Regions from separate parts of the Rattus norvegicus genome. Here region 2 is linked to region 1. The links are chromatin contacts, called in public Hi-C maps. All regions are on one chromosome and are shown on one strand. Each heading gives the region's core, a stretch centred on a gene start, on an enhancer-like site or on the middle of the called end of the contact. The rest is flanking DNA. Distances are from core to core; before and after follow the strand shown. Region 1 has its middle 4.8 kb from the start of Mapk3. Region 2 holds the start of C1h16orf54 (similar to human chromosome 16 open reading frame 54).

Region 1 (6,164 bases), core at 1,190-3,689:
AAAAAAAAAAAAAAACAAAAAAAAAAACAAGCAAACAAACAATCTTGCAGCCTCCACATACGTAATCATTACAGTGCATTAACCCTCCAACAAGCCTATAAAGACAGACTGTGATGAACTTCTCTGAAGAAAACACCATAAGCCAGGCGCACAAGTAGCTCAGGTTGGAGATCTGGGAGAGGCCTTTATAGAAGTGAAGAAAGCATTGGGCCAGCCAGGCAGTGGTGGTGCAGGCCTTTAAACCCAGTACTGGGGAGGCAGAGGCAGGCGGGCCTCTGAGTTTGCAGCCAGCCTCATTTATAGTTCCAAGATGGCCAGAGCTACACAGAAACAAACCTTGTATTGAAAAGCCAAAAGGAAGATGGAGGAGGAGGGGCGGGGGAGGAGGAGAAAGAAAGAAAGAGGGTGATGGGGTGGGTTGGGGTGAGGTAGGGGAGCCAATGCCTCTACCTCCATGGGTACTGTACTTAGATGTGTATACCCACACAAAGACACATGTATACACAGTAAAAATAAAATAAGAAGGCGGGGAATGGTGGTGCAGGCCTTTAATCCCAGCACTCAGGAGGCAGAAATAGGCAGATCGCTGTAAGTTTGAGGCCAGCCTGGTCTACAGAAAGAGCTCCAGGGCAGCCAGAGTTACACAGAGAAACTCTGTCTTGAAGTTTTCCCCAAGGGCTGGAGAGATGGCTCAGTGGCTAAGAGCACTGACTGCTCTTCCAGAGGTCCTGAGTTCAAATCCCAGCAACCACATGGTGGCTCACAACCATCTGTAGTGGGGATCCGATGCCCTCTTCTGGTGTGTCTAAAGATAACAACAGTGTATTCACATACATACAATAAATAAATCTTAAAAAAAAAAACCTCCCCCAAAAAATAAATAAAACAAGAGGACCTGAATTTGAATCCCACACTCATGTCAGGTGGTTCACAACTCCCTGGAACTTCAGCTTCAGAGGATCCAACGCCCTCGCCCTCTTCTGGCCTCTGCACACATGGGGCATTCACTCACAAAGACACACACTGCACATCCATGCATAAGATAACATAGGTGGGGTTGGAGATTTAGCTCAGTGGTAGAGCGCTTGCCTAGGAAGCGCAAGGCCCTGGGTTCGGTCCCCAGCTCTGAAAAAAAGAAAAAAAAAGATAACATAGGTGGTGCTGGAGAGATGGTTCAGTGACTAAGAGCACTGGCTGCCCTTGCAGAGGACCTGGGTTTTGTTCCCAGCACCACATGGTTCTGGGGGTCCAATGCTCTCTCCTGACTTTCGTGGGCACCTGGCAGGCACATGGAGCATATATATGGTTTACTTTACTGTCACTGAGATAGACCTAAATGACCAAGGCAACTGATAAAAGCAAGCTTTTTTCTTTTTTCGGAGCTGGGGACCGAACCCAGGGCCTTGCGCTTGCTAGGCAAATGCTCTACCACTGAGCTAAATCCCCAACCCCAAAAGCAAGCCTTTTTTTTTTTTTTTTTTTTTTTTTTTGGTTCTTTTTTTCAGAACTGGGGACCGAACCCAGGGCCTTGCGCTTCCTAGGCAAGCGCTCTACCACTGAGCTAAATCCCCAACCCCAAAAAAAGCAAGCCTTTTATAAGCCCTAATTTGGGACTTACAGTTACAAAGGGTTAGAGTCCATGGCTGTAATGACAGGGAGTATGGTAACAATCAGGAAGGCATGATTCTGGAACAGTATTGCAAGATTACACCTTAAGACACAACCAGGAGTTGGGGAGGAGAGAGGCAGGAGAGAGAGAGAGAGAGAGAGAGAGAGAGAGAGAGAGAGAGAGAATGACTCAGAATGCAGTGAGTCTTTTGAAACCCATCCCCAGTGACCTTCAACAAGGACACACCTCCTCATCCTCTCAAACAGTCCTACCAACTGGGAACCAGTTATTAAAATCTATGCATCTATGGGGACCATTTCCCTTCAGAGCACCACTCTTACCCATGAGCTGCTAGAGAACACAATTCCCAAGTCCTTTCGTTCTCTGTGGTCCAATGTCTGCTTTTCCTCAGCTAAACGTAAATGTCTCATTTCCTTCATTTGGCTGGTACGGGGACTGTAGGAGAGATACACATGAAGGTGACTGTTGGAGAATAGATGATCAGTCTACTGTAGTTAATTCTGAGACAGGGTCATTTATGTAGTTCTGTCTTGGGACTCGCAGTGTAGACCAGGCTGTCCTGGAACTTACAGAGAACTGCTTGCCTCTACCTCTCAAGTGCTGAGATTAAAGGTGACCCCCACTACTTTAGTTAAATATTGATCTGAAAAGGAATCTGAGAAATTTCAAAATCCCAGCCCAATCCTTAAAGGAAATTCCAATCTCAGCCACTAGGGGGAGAACGCAGTCGCGCTCCCTTACCCAGAGGCCTGAGGATGGTGGCATGTCCCGCCCACCTCTCCAGCCTTTCCCTTGTACCGGGAAACTCCGCTCAAGAAATCCCACTTAAAGAGGAACCCCATGGTGCTCTCTGAGTCACTGTATTCTCCTGCAGTAGCAATATGATCTGGCAAAGGTCCCTCCAGAGCTTTCCCTGCTTCCCGAGGAGCATCCAAAGTCGGCCTGAAGCTAAGATCGTCATCAGTCTGGCTTGCCTCATTGTGGCTCTCCAGGACCTCCCGTGGTTCCTGAAAGGACAAGCTCCTGCCTCTATCCCTTTACCTACGCTGTTCCCTTTCCTCAGTGTCCTTTCTCCATCTCTAGCTTCTGCAACCTCACTTATGTTTCAGTGACTAAAGGCCACCTCCACAGCCATGCGGTGGTGGCCCATGCCTTTAATCTCAGCATTTCGGAGGCAGAGGTAGGCAAGACAGATCTCCATGAGTTGGAAGCCAGCCTGGTCTACAGGGTGAGTCCAGGACAGCCAGGGCTACATAGAGAAACCCTGCCTCTAAAAACCAAAATAAATTAAAAATAAAATAAAAGGCCACCTCCTCAATTCTCCTGAAGGTGACCTTGCCACCTCCTCCCCCAGCTTTTGAAGATTTACTTTTGATGTATTTTCTCCTGATATGACCCAGGCTGGTCTTCAACCTGCCTCAGTCTCTTAAGTGCTGTGTTTTCAGGCATTTGCCACCACAGCTGGTACGGTGAGGTTTTACTCCAGCCAGTTTGGCTGCGGCAAGTTCCGGGTCTTTGGTAAGAGCCTGTACCTTACAGCAATCTTCCATCAGCCTAGCCTAGAATGTTGCTCAAAGTGCCATATAATTAAGCCTATCGAAGCAATTACCAAAGAAGTCATCGACCTAATCGGTACCTCTTAGTGACTTGGGAGCTCTGGGGAACTGGCAGCTCAGCCTCATTGGCCATAGGTCTGACTCTGAACACTCAAGATTAGTTCTGTTGTCTCTTGATCTATAATTGGTACAAGTGCTTTCTCCCTTGTTTCTTCTGGGGAGAAACAAGCCTAGGTCCTGCGTGTTTGTGAGGCTTCCGTGATGGCAGCATCTGAGGGTGCCTTCCATAGGAGCCACCGATGGTTCTGAGACAATATGGCATCTGAGAGAGCCTCTGTGTGAAAAGACATTTTACAGTGGTGGCCCCTTCTTGACTTAAGTTAGCCAACTTAATTCTCAGACTCCCCGTATGTTAAATGATGGAGTCATTTAAAAACAAGAGGCTGGGAGAGATGGCTCAGCAGTTAAAAGCATGTAATGTTCGCCCAGAGGGTCTGAGTTGCCAGCGCCCATATCGGGTGGCTTACAACCAACTGTATGTAACTCCAGCTTCAGGGATCCAATACCTTCCAGCAGCTATACTTGTGTGTACATATACACAGAGAGACACAACTTTAAAACAATATATTTTTTTTCCAAGACAGGGATTCTCTGCCTAGCCGTGGCTGTGCTGGAGCTGCTCTGTAGACCAGGCTAGCCTCAAACTGCCACCCAAGAGCTGGGATTAAAGGAATGCATCACCACTGCCCAGCAATCAATCAATCAATCAATCAATCAATCAATCATTTGAAAGTCACTGCAGCAGGCCTAGCATCAGAAGGTTCTTGAGCCACATTATCCAATGTCTGTCACTGCCTGTTGACTTTGTGACCATGGCCATGTCTACGTCCATGAAGTTCACCACACTGACTATCGAGCATTTAGAACTTGGCTACTGCAATCAGGAAATCCAGTGTCTGACTCTGTAGCTCAGCTCAACCTCTGCAGCCTATGGTTCCAGCCTCCAGACCGTTGGCATTACAGATGTCACCTGCACTTTTCTTTTTAGCAGAATCTGAGAAGGCCAAGGGTGAGTCTCCGGGGCAGAGGGGAGATACAGGGAAGGGACAGGCCGGAAGCTACCCCAATGTGACCTGCTCCAAAGCATCTCTGAAGCCAGCGGCTGTGAGGAACACTTCCCAAGTGAAACACATCACTTGAACAGTTCCAGCCAGGGGCAGGGGCAAGAATCTTGGAAGTCAGATGACTTCTGGGGGATGCTTACTGAGTGTCCAAGTTAGGGATAAAACACCATGAACAAGTTGGAGAGGAAAGGGTTTATTTGGCTTCTACATTGTAGTCCATTACTGAAGGAAGTCAGGACAGCAACTCAAACAGGGCTAGAACCCGGAGGCAGGAGTTAAAGCAGGCCTTGGAGCTGGAGACATGACTCAATGGTTAAGGGCACTGACTGCTCTTCCAGAGGTCCTGAGTTCCATTCCCAGCAACCACATGGTGGCTCACAACCATCTGTAATGAGATCTGATGCCCTCTTCTGGTGTCTTTGAAGACAGCTACAGTGTACTCATATAAAATAAGTAAATCTTAAAAAAAAAAAAAAAAAAAAAAGCAGAGGTCTTGGAGGAGTGCTGCTTACTGGCTTGCTCCTCATGGCTTGCTCAGTCTGCTTTCTTATACAACCCAGGAGCAACTGCCCAGGGGTGGCCCAACCCACAATGGGCTATACCCTTCCCTATCAATCACCAATTAAGAAATCATCCTACAGCCATATCTTGTGGAGGCATTTTCTCTCTCTCTCTTTTTTTTTTTTTTTTTTTTTTTTGGTTCTTTTTTTTCGGAGCTGGGGACCGAACCCAGGGCCTTGCGCTTCCTAGGTAAGCGCTCTACCACTGAGCTAAATCCCCAGCCCCCTCTCTTTTTTTAAAAAAATATTTTATTTTTTATTTATCATATATGAGTACACTGTAGCTGTCTTCAGACACACCAGAAGAGGGCATCAGATCTCATTACAGATGGTTGTGAGCCACCATGTGGTTGCTGGGATTTGAACTCAGGACCTCTGGAAGAGCAGTCAGTGCTCTTAACCTCTGAGCCACCTCTCCAGTCCATGGAGGCATTGTCTCAATTGAAGTTCCATCCTTTCAAATGACTCTAGCTTGCGTCAAGTTGAAAAGCTAGCATCGGGCTGGAGAGATGGCTCAGTGGTTAAGAGCACCTGACTGCTCTTCCAGAGGTCCTGAGTTCAATTCCCAGCAACCACATGGTGGCTCACAACCATCTGTAAAGAGATCTGACGCCCTCTTCTGTTGTACTTATATATAATAAATGAATAAATCTTAAAAAAAGAAAGAAAGAAAGAAAGAAAAGCTAGCATCACACGGAGTTATTAAAGACTGAAGACTGAAAGGGGAAAATAAGTAGACTCTTAAACTCCGGCAGGCCTTGCTGGGAGCAGGGGTAGAGGGCTGAGGAATGCAAGGGTGTGCAGTAAGACTTTATTGTTAACTTCATGACAGTTTAGAGAGGCAAGGACCTAAACAGGTGACAACCTGCTTTCTTATAGAACCCAGGACCACCAGGCCAGGGGTGCCCCCACACCTTCCCCATCAATCAGCAGTTAAGAAAATGCCCTGCAGCCACACCTTACAGATGCATTTTCTCCACCGAGGCTCCCTCCTTTCGAACGACACTAGCGTTCCAGCAGTGTAGGACCATGAGGCACGCAGGAGCACCTGCACGGATGTGGAGCCAAGTGGTCCACTGATTGCCTGGGGGTCAGGGCAGGTCCAACTCCTGTGGGTGCTGCTGGTTAAGGAGATGCCTGGTTCTAGGTTATCCAACTTTCCGAATCTGATGACCCCACCACCACCACTCTAGCTTTGCTAAGCATACAGATCCCTCCCTACCCCCAGGGCCAAACCCTGTCAGTACGAATTTTGGACTTAACTGAGTATGATGTTACAGGCCTGTGATCACAG
Region 2 (6,164 bases), core at 1,702-4,201, 340 kb after region 1:
CCCCTGCCTCTGCCTCCTAATTGCTGGGATTAAAAGCATTTGTCACCACCACCACCTGGCTTAATAAATAACTTTTTAATGTGAATAAAAATGGAAAGAGTTGAGTATGTCACGGAAAAAACCCCAAGAGCTGAGCAAGTGTACTGAGCAGGTGTACCGTGCAGGTGTACCGTGCAGGTGTACTGAGTAGGTGTGCTGAGCAAGTGTACTGAGCAGGTGTACAGAGTAGGTGTACTGAGCAGGTGTACTGAGCAGGTGTACAGAGTAGGTGTACTGAGTAGGTGTACTGAGCAGGTGTACTGAGCAGGTGTACAGAGTAGGTGTACTGAGTAGGTGTACTGAGCAGGTGTACTGAGCAGGTGTACTGAGGAGCTGTGCTGAGGAGGTGTGCTGAGCAGGTGTACTGAGCAGGTGTACTGAGCAGGTGTACTGAGGAGGGGTGCTGAGGAGGGGTGCTGAGGAGGTGTGCTGAGCAGGTGTACTGAGCAGGTGTACTGAGGAGGTGTACTGAGCAGGTGTACTGAGCAGGTATACAGAGTAGGTGTACTGAGTAGGTGTACTGAGCAGGTGTACTGAGCAGGTGTACTGAGCAGGTGTACAGAGTAGGTGTACTGAGCAGGTGTACTGAGCAGGTGTACAGAGCAGGTGTACTGAGCAGGTGTACTGAGCAGGTGTACCAACAGGTGTACTGACACAGCCCTGTAACCCCAGCTCCAAGGAGGTAGCTGGAAGACTGCCACAATTTGGAGGCCGATGTAGTCTACATAGAACACTTCAAGCTAGAAATGATACATAGTGAAGCCCTGTCTCAGAACAGATGAAAAGATGTATGTTGGAATGCTAGTGGTAAAGAATTGTGCTCCCTTAGCATGAACATGATCGATAAGCAAACAAACACCCCTCCCCCCAACACACACAAAAGAAGAAAGAGGAGGATCAAAGGCTGGGAGAAGGCTCAGAGCAAAGTGCTGCTTGACAAGCATGGACCTGAGCTCAGACTTAGCACCCACTTCAAAACTATGGGCACCACAGTGTGCTCCTGCAATCTCAGCACTGGGAAAGCAGAGAGGATCTTTGGGGATCACTAGACAACCAGTGTTGAAGAATCAGTGAGCTCCATGTTGGGGGGAGGGGGAGACAGAGAGAGAGAGAGAGAGAGAGAGAGAGAGAGAGAGAGAGAGAGAGGGGCTGTCTCTAAAAAGTTAGGTGGAACGCAAGAGCTGGCAACTGGGGAAGCATGGCCAAGCCTTGTGGGGTTCGCTTGAGTGGAGAAGCCCGTAAACAGGGGGGATGTCTTCAGACAAAATGTTTTCTGGGAGGCTGATGACCTCCTCTGTACTTTCTTGCCACAAAACATCATATCCCCAAGTCAGCTCTTGCAAGAGGATTCCCTCCATGTGGCTGATCTCTCCTCCCCCCGGACTCCTCTGGACATCCGTATCCCAGATCCCCTCCCAAGGATGATGAGGTGGAAACAGACACACAGGAGAAGACAGAAGTCCCCAAGTGTGGCTTCCTCCCTGGGGATGCGAAGCTTCTGGCCCTGCTTGCTTTGGTTAAGCCAGAAGTCTGGGCTCTCAAAGCGAAGTGCATTCTGGTAATCATACGGATCCAGCACCTGATCTCCAAGATTGAGGGTGGAAATGATTTGGGGATGGCAATTCAGGAGAAGGTGCTGGAGAGAGTGAATGTTTCAAGACCAATGTAGAAGCTTTCTAGGCAACCATTTCGAAGCACATGGGGATGCTGTAGCCAAGGCCTCCAAGGACACCCTTATACTAGATTACCGGGCCTATGGGGACACTTAGGGCCATGGTGCTGGACCCAAGGGCCTTCTATGCTGAGCCTTATCATATCAGCAGCAGCAACCTAGAGACAATCCTCAACCCAAAGTGAAGAAAAGCCATCTACATACAGAGGTAAGGATTAGAAGGAAAACAAATGATTTATACTAAAAAAAAAAAAAAAAAAATAGGTGGGATCTGGAAAGAACATTTGATGCCCCTGCAGAGCTCCTGGGTCCAAGTCCTAGTACTTACAAAGTGGCTCACAACCATCAATCAACTTCCCAGAGATCTGACATCCTCTTCCGGCCTCCTGGAACACCAGGCACGCTTGTGGTGAAAATACATAAAGGCGAGCTAAACACCCAATGACAGAAAATAAAGTAATAGGGTGTAAGTAGACATGACTCAGACCTGGTCTAAACACACACACACACACACACACACACACACACACACACACAGACACAGACACACAGACAGACACTACATACACGACATGTAAAGGTGGCCTAAACAGTGCAGAATAACAATTATTCTCATAGTTTTCACTGTGTTAGGTATCAGAAGTAATGGAGAGATGAACTTAGGCTGGTGGCCTAGGACTGAAACCCCAGCACTCAGAAGACAAGCGTGGGAGGATTTGGGCTACGTCTTAAATTCCTGTCTCAAACAAAAAATAAAAAATAAAAACCCCAAAAAACAAAAGTATGACACTGCTGGATGAAGAGGGTGCAGAGGGCTAGACACCCTCCAAGAAGAGGCAGTGCTCTGGGAATCCCTGAGCCGGTCTTTGTAATCTTCCTCTCCCCTGAGTGAGCAATCTGAGGTCTGGGCCTTGCCCGTGGGGTGAGAAGGTGAACGTGCTGGGGTCTGGGCCTTGCCTGTGGGGTGAGATTGACTTGAGCAGAGCAGCTGTTCATTCTCGCTCCACCTTACTCAGGAAGTGGTTCTTCACCACACTGACCACATCCTCAGGTTGCCTTGGAAACACTCTATGGGGGCAGGAAAAGTTGGGGCACAGTCGCCCAGCAACAGGTGGTAGCCTCCCTTCCGCCGCCTTCTGAGGCCAGCCCTCCAGGGCCTTTCAGATAGCTACACACACACACACACACACACACACACACACACACACACACACACACACTCCCGGCATGCACTGGGAAAAGAAGGGCTCCGAAGACAGTGAAATCCAAGATTGACCCAAGGTGACAGGTGAGGTGAGGGGTACAGAAGCGACTGCAAATGGGGGACTGGTGGCAGAGCCGGGCAAGTTAGATTGGTGCCTGGCCACAGACCCGGTACAGCCAAAAAAGCACAACAGGGCCAACAGCTGGGCCACCTCCAAGGAGACGGGTAAGGTGGCTGGAAGAGTGGGTACATAGGGAACGGAGGGGCCAGCAAGGGGATTCTCTCTCAGTCCAAGTCATCTCACTTAAGGCTGAGACAAGACCTGAGAGCCCCAGACTTTGATCTGTCATGGGGGGTTGGGGGTGGAGGGTGAAGGGGGGCTGGGAGGGGAAGTGAGGCCTGTGACTGTGCAGGGAGCCTCAGCCAGCTCTGGTTTGTTCTCCAGCCTCCCCTGGTTTGCTTTTGTCCCCTTTACATCCCCTTTGCTCCTCTCTAATTTAGTCACCCATGCTCAATAAGCCAATTAGAAGAGCCGAATTGACCTCGGGAAGCAGGAAGATATAGTCAGTGTGGCCACCCACACTCTAGAGAGAGGCAAAGAGATCCAGCACCCCCTCCTCCCGGTCTGTCTCTGAGATTCTGAAGTGAAATTACAGTTTAAATAGAAGGCCAAGGATTTGCAGTCCCAGCGATTCGCAGTCTAACCACCTGTCTCCTCCTGTGAGATGGTCAAGTTGTTAGAAGTGTGTTGAATCTCTTTCCAGGAAACGGGATATCCTCTGACTGGTGCCCTTTCCTTCTCCCAGTGGAGACATTCCCTGATTCGACTATTCTGAGCACACCACTGTGTCTCCCAGATGCCTGCAACTCCCCAGCAGCCCTCAGGGCACACGGAGGGGCTCACTGAGCCTACATCGGAGGCAGCAATGTGGGTTGTAATCCCCTGCGGCCCTTGTATTCCCATCATGTTGGGCCTGGCCTCTCTCACAGCCTTCTTCATCATAACTACTGCTGTACTGGCCGAACGCCTGTTCCGCCGCCCGCAACCAGACCCCAGCCAGCGTGCACCCACCCTAGTCTGGCGCCCTGGAGGAGAGCTATGGATTGAGCCCACAAGCAGCGCCCGGGAGCGCTCTGAGGACTGGTATGGCTCCTCCATACCTCTGCTGATGGACAGGGCTCCAGATCCTCCAACCCCTGGGGGCACCTTGGAGGGCAGAGCAACTGCTCCACCAGCCATTCCAACACCACACCCTTCACCCAGCTCTTTAGTTCCCCAGACCCCACCAGAAGTCCCAGCCCAGAGCACCTTCTGGAGGCCTCAGACCCAAGAAGAGAGTCCCTATGCCACAGGCTTGGTGAGCTGGGTTGGGCCTGAGCCGATGGCAGAGGCTGGCTTGGAGGTTGGGAGCCCCAGGGCTTGGAGGCTGAGGCAAGGGAGCCTTGAGCCTGACTGGAGTCTCCAGCCTCGGGTCACCCTGGAGCAGATCTCGGCGTTCTGGAAGAGGGAAGGCAGGACCAGTGTGGGCTTCTGAATCTTCAGAACCCATAAGACTAATTCCCACCTAAGAGGGGATAGGGGGGTCAGCTCCAGCCTCCAGCCTGATCCTCGCACTGGATAGGGCCTTTTGTGTGGAAATATCTGTCTTCTGCACCTGACCTGTGGGCAGGTTAAGAGTGTGGACAGCTTGTACTCCAAGGATTGCACTGAAGTTCGGCTTTGGTTAAAATGCCTAGGTTGTGACTCTGAGAATTGAAGACAAGGCTAGTTGGCTAAAAGCCAGAAGGCTTCAAGATGGTACATCAGGGTACACACTTACCCTAAGACAGCCTGTCAGAATGAAGAGGTCCTGTCCGCGATGCCAGAGCTAGTGACTATGAGTGTCAGTCATGTGGGCAGGGGATGGCAGGAATCTTGCTCCCCAGAGCCACAAACCCTATCTGTTCCCAGCCACTCTCTCCCACCTCTGTGAGGCCCTCCAACAAAACACAGAAGACAAATCCTGGAGGAGTCTTTGTTTCCATACAAATCATGACTTTGGTTACTAAGTGGCAACATGGAATTTGCTGAGCCGAGCTGGAGAGGCTGTCTCTTGCCGGAAATTGGGACAGAGACTCAAAAGGGATCAGTAGGCTCCTCTGCTCACCCACTTATGGCTGCACACGTGCTACAGTGCAGTTTTATTAATCCGTGTTAAGAAAAGGATGGCCGAAAGAGAACTGAGTGGTATGAGAAGGAAGGTTGTCCCAGGGAAGGGACACTCCCCAGACATAGCCTTTGCCGTCCTTCCCTCCAGCTTGCTGGAGTGGTTTAGAGAGCCAGGTTTGCTGTGAGGCAGACTTACTTATAGTGATCCATTCCACAGAAACGGAGTCCCAAATATCTGTGTGCCCGCCGGCTGACTTCTCCTTCAGGAGAGGGGTTCACAGCAGGAAACACACTGGAACTCCTGGAGCTCCCCGTCCCTGGAAATCTGAGTTCCCAAACTTCAGTCAAGAACATGAAGATTTGTCCATATCAGTTTACCTTTTGTTTTATGATTTACTTTATATTTTTTCCTTAAATTGATTTGCTGTTTGCTTAATAAATTTGTTTTAAAGTGAATCTTTTTGTATGACCTCTGTAAATGGAAAATCAGTATTACCAGTACTACTTGCCACAAGTAAAAACAAACAAACAAACAAACAAACATGAAAATAAGCCAGGTATGCTAGTGCCTTCCTTAAGCCCAGCACTCAGGAAGCTGAAACAGGTGGGTCTCTGTGGTTTCCAGGCTAACCAACACCACACTGAGACCTGACTCAAAACAAAAAAACAAAACAAAACAAAAAAAACAAAACAAAAAACAAAACAAAAAAAACAGAAATATGAAAATACAGTGTAGACAATGGGGTCCTAAGGAGACAGTGTTGCCTCCTGGAGACTTTTACCTCAAATTCTGCTCCTTGTTGAAAGAAAAGGGGATGAAGCAGAGGTGGGGGGACAAGCCTGAAATCTTAGCACTCTGGAGGCTGAGGCGGGAGATCCCAAGTTCAAGGCCAGCCTGGGCTACTTAGTAAGACCCTGACAAAGGAAAGAAAGGGAGAAAAAGCGTGAGGGACAGAGGACGGAAGGGGGAGGTTTTTGTTCTGTCTCTGACTCATGCATGAACTAGGGAACAGACATTCTTACCATCAGTTAATTGTGTGCATCTGTCTGCCTGTGTGTTGATTTGTGCATTCTCGTAAAAAAGACAGACGAATTTAACC

What was found. A called contact is a pair of places that touch in the nucleus more often than the background predicts.
Region 2: a Hi-C map of frontal cortex shows a contact between it and region 1, with 1.6 times the contacts expected there. The contact joins the promoter of C1h16orf54 here to the enhancer-like site in region 1. A contact is called at or near these places in 2 of 12 Hi-C or Micro-C datasets (frontal cortex and mammary epithelial cells).

Annotation. Positions count from the first base shown.
Region 1 is chr1:190,789,347-190,795,510 of GRCr8, forward strand. No RefSeq gene overlaps it. Among named protein-coding and RNA genes, the nearest start is that of Mapk3, 4.8 kb to the right of the region's middle. Within about 2 kb of position 2,440, at least 37 of the 93 cell types and tissues checked have an H3K27ac peak or open chromatin away from gene starts, as enhancers often do.
Region 2 is chr1:191,130,134-191,136,297 of GRCr8, forward strand. It overlaps C1h16orf54 (similar to human chromosome 16 open reading frame 54), which reads left to right and starts at 2,952. Exons shown (of 2, transcript NM_001025001.1): 1 at 2,952-2,999; 2 at 3,417-5,520. The coding sequence starts at 3,773. The coding sequence ends at 4,450. It also overlaps the pseudogene Psme2-ps3.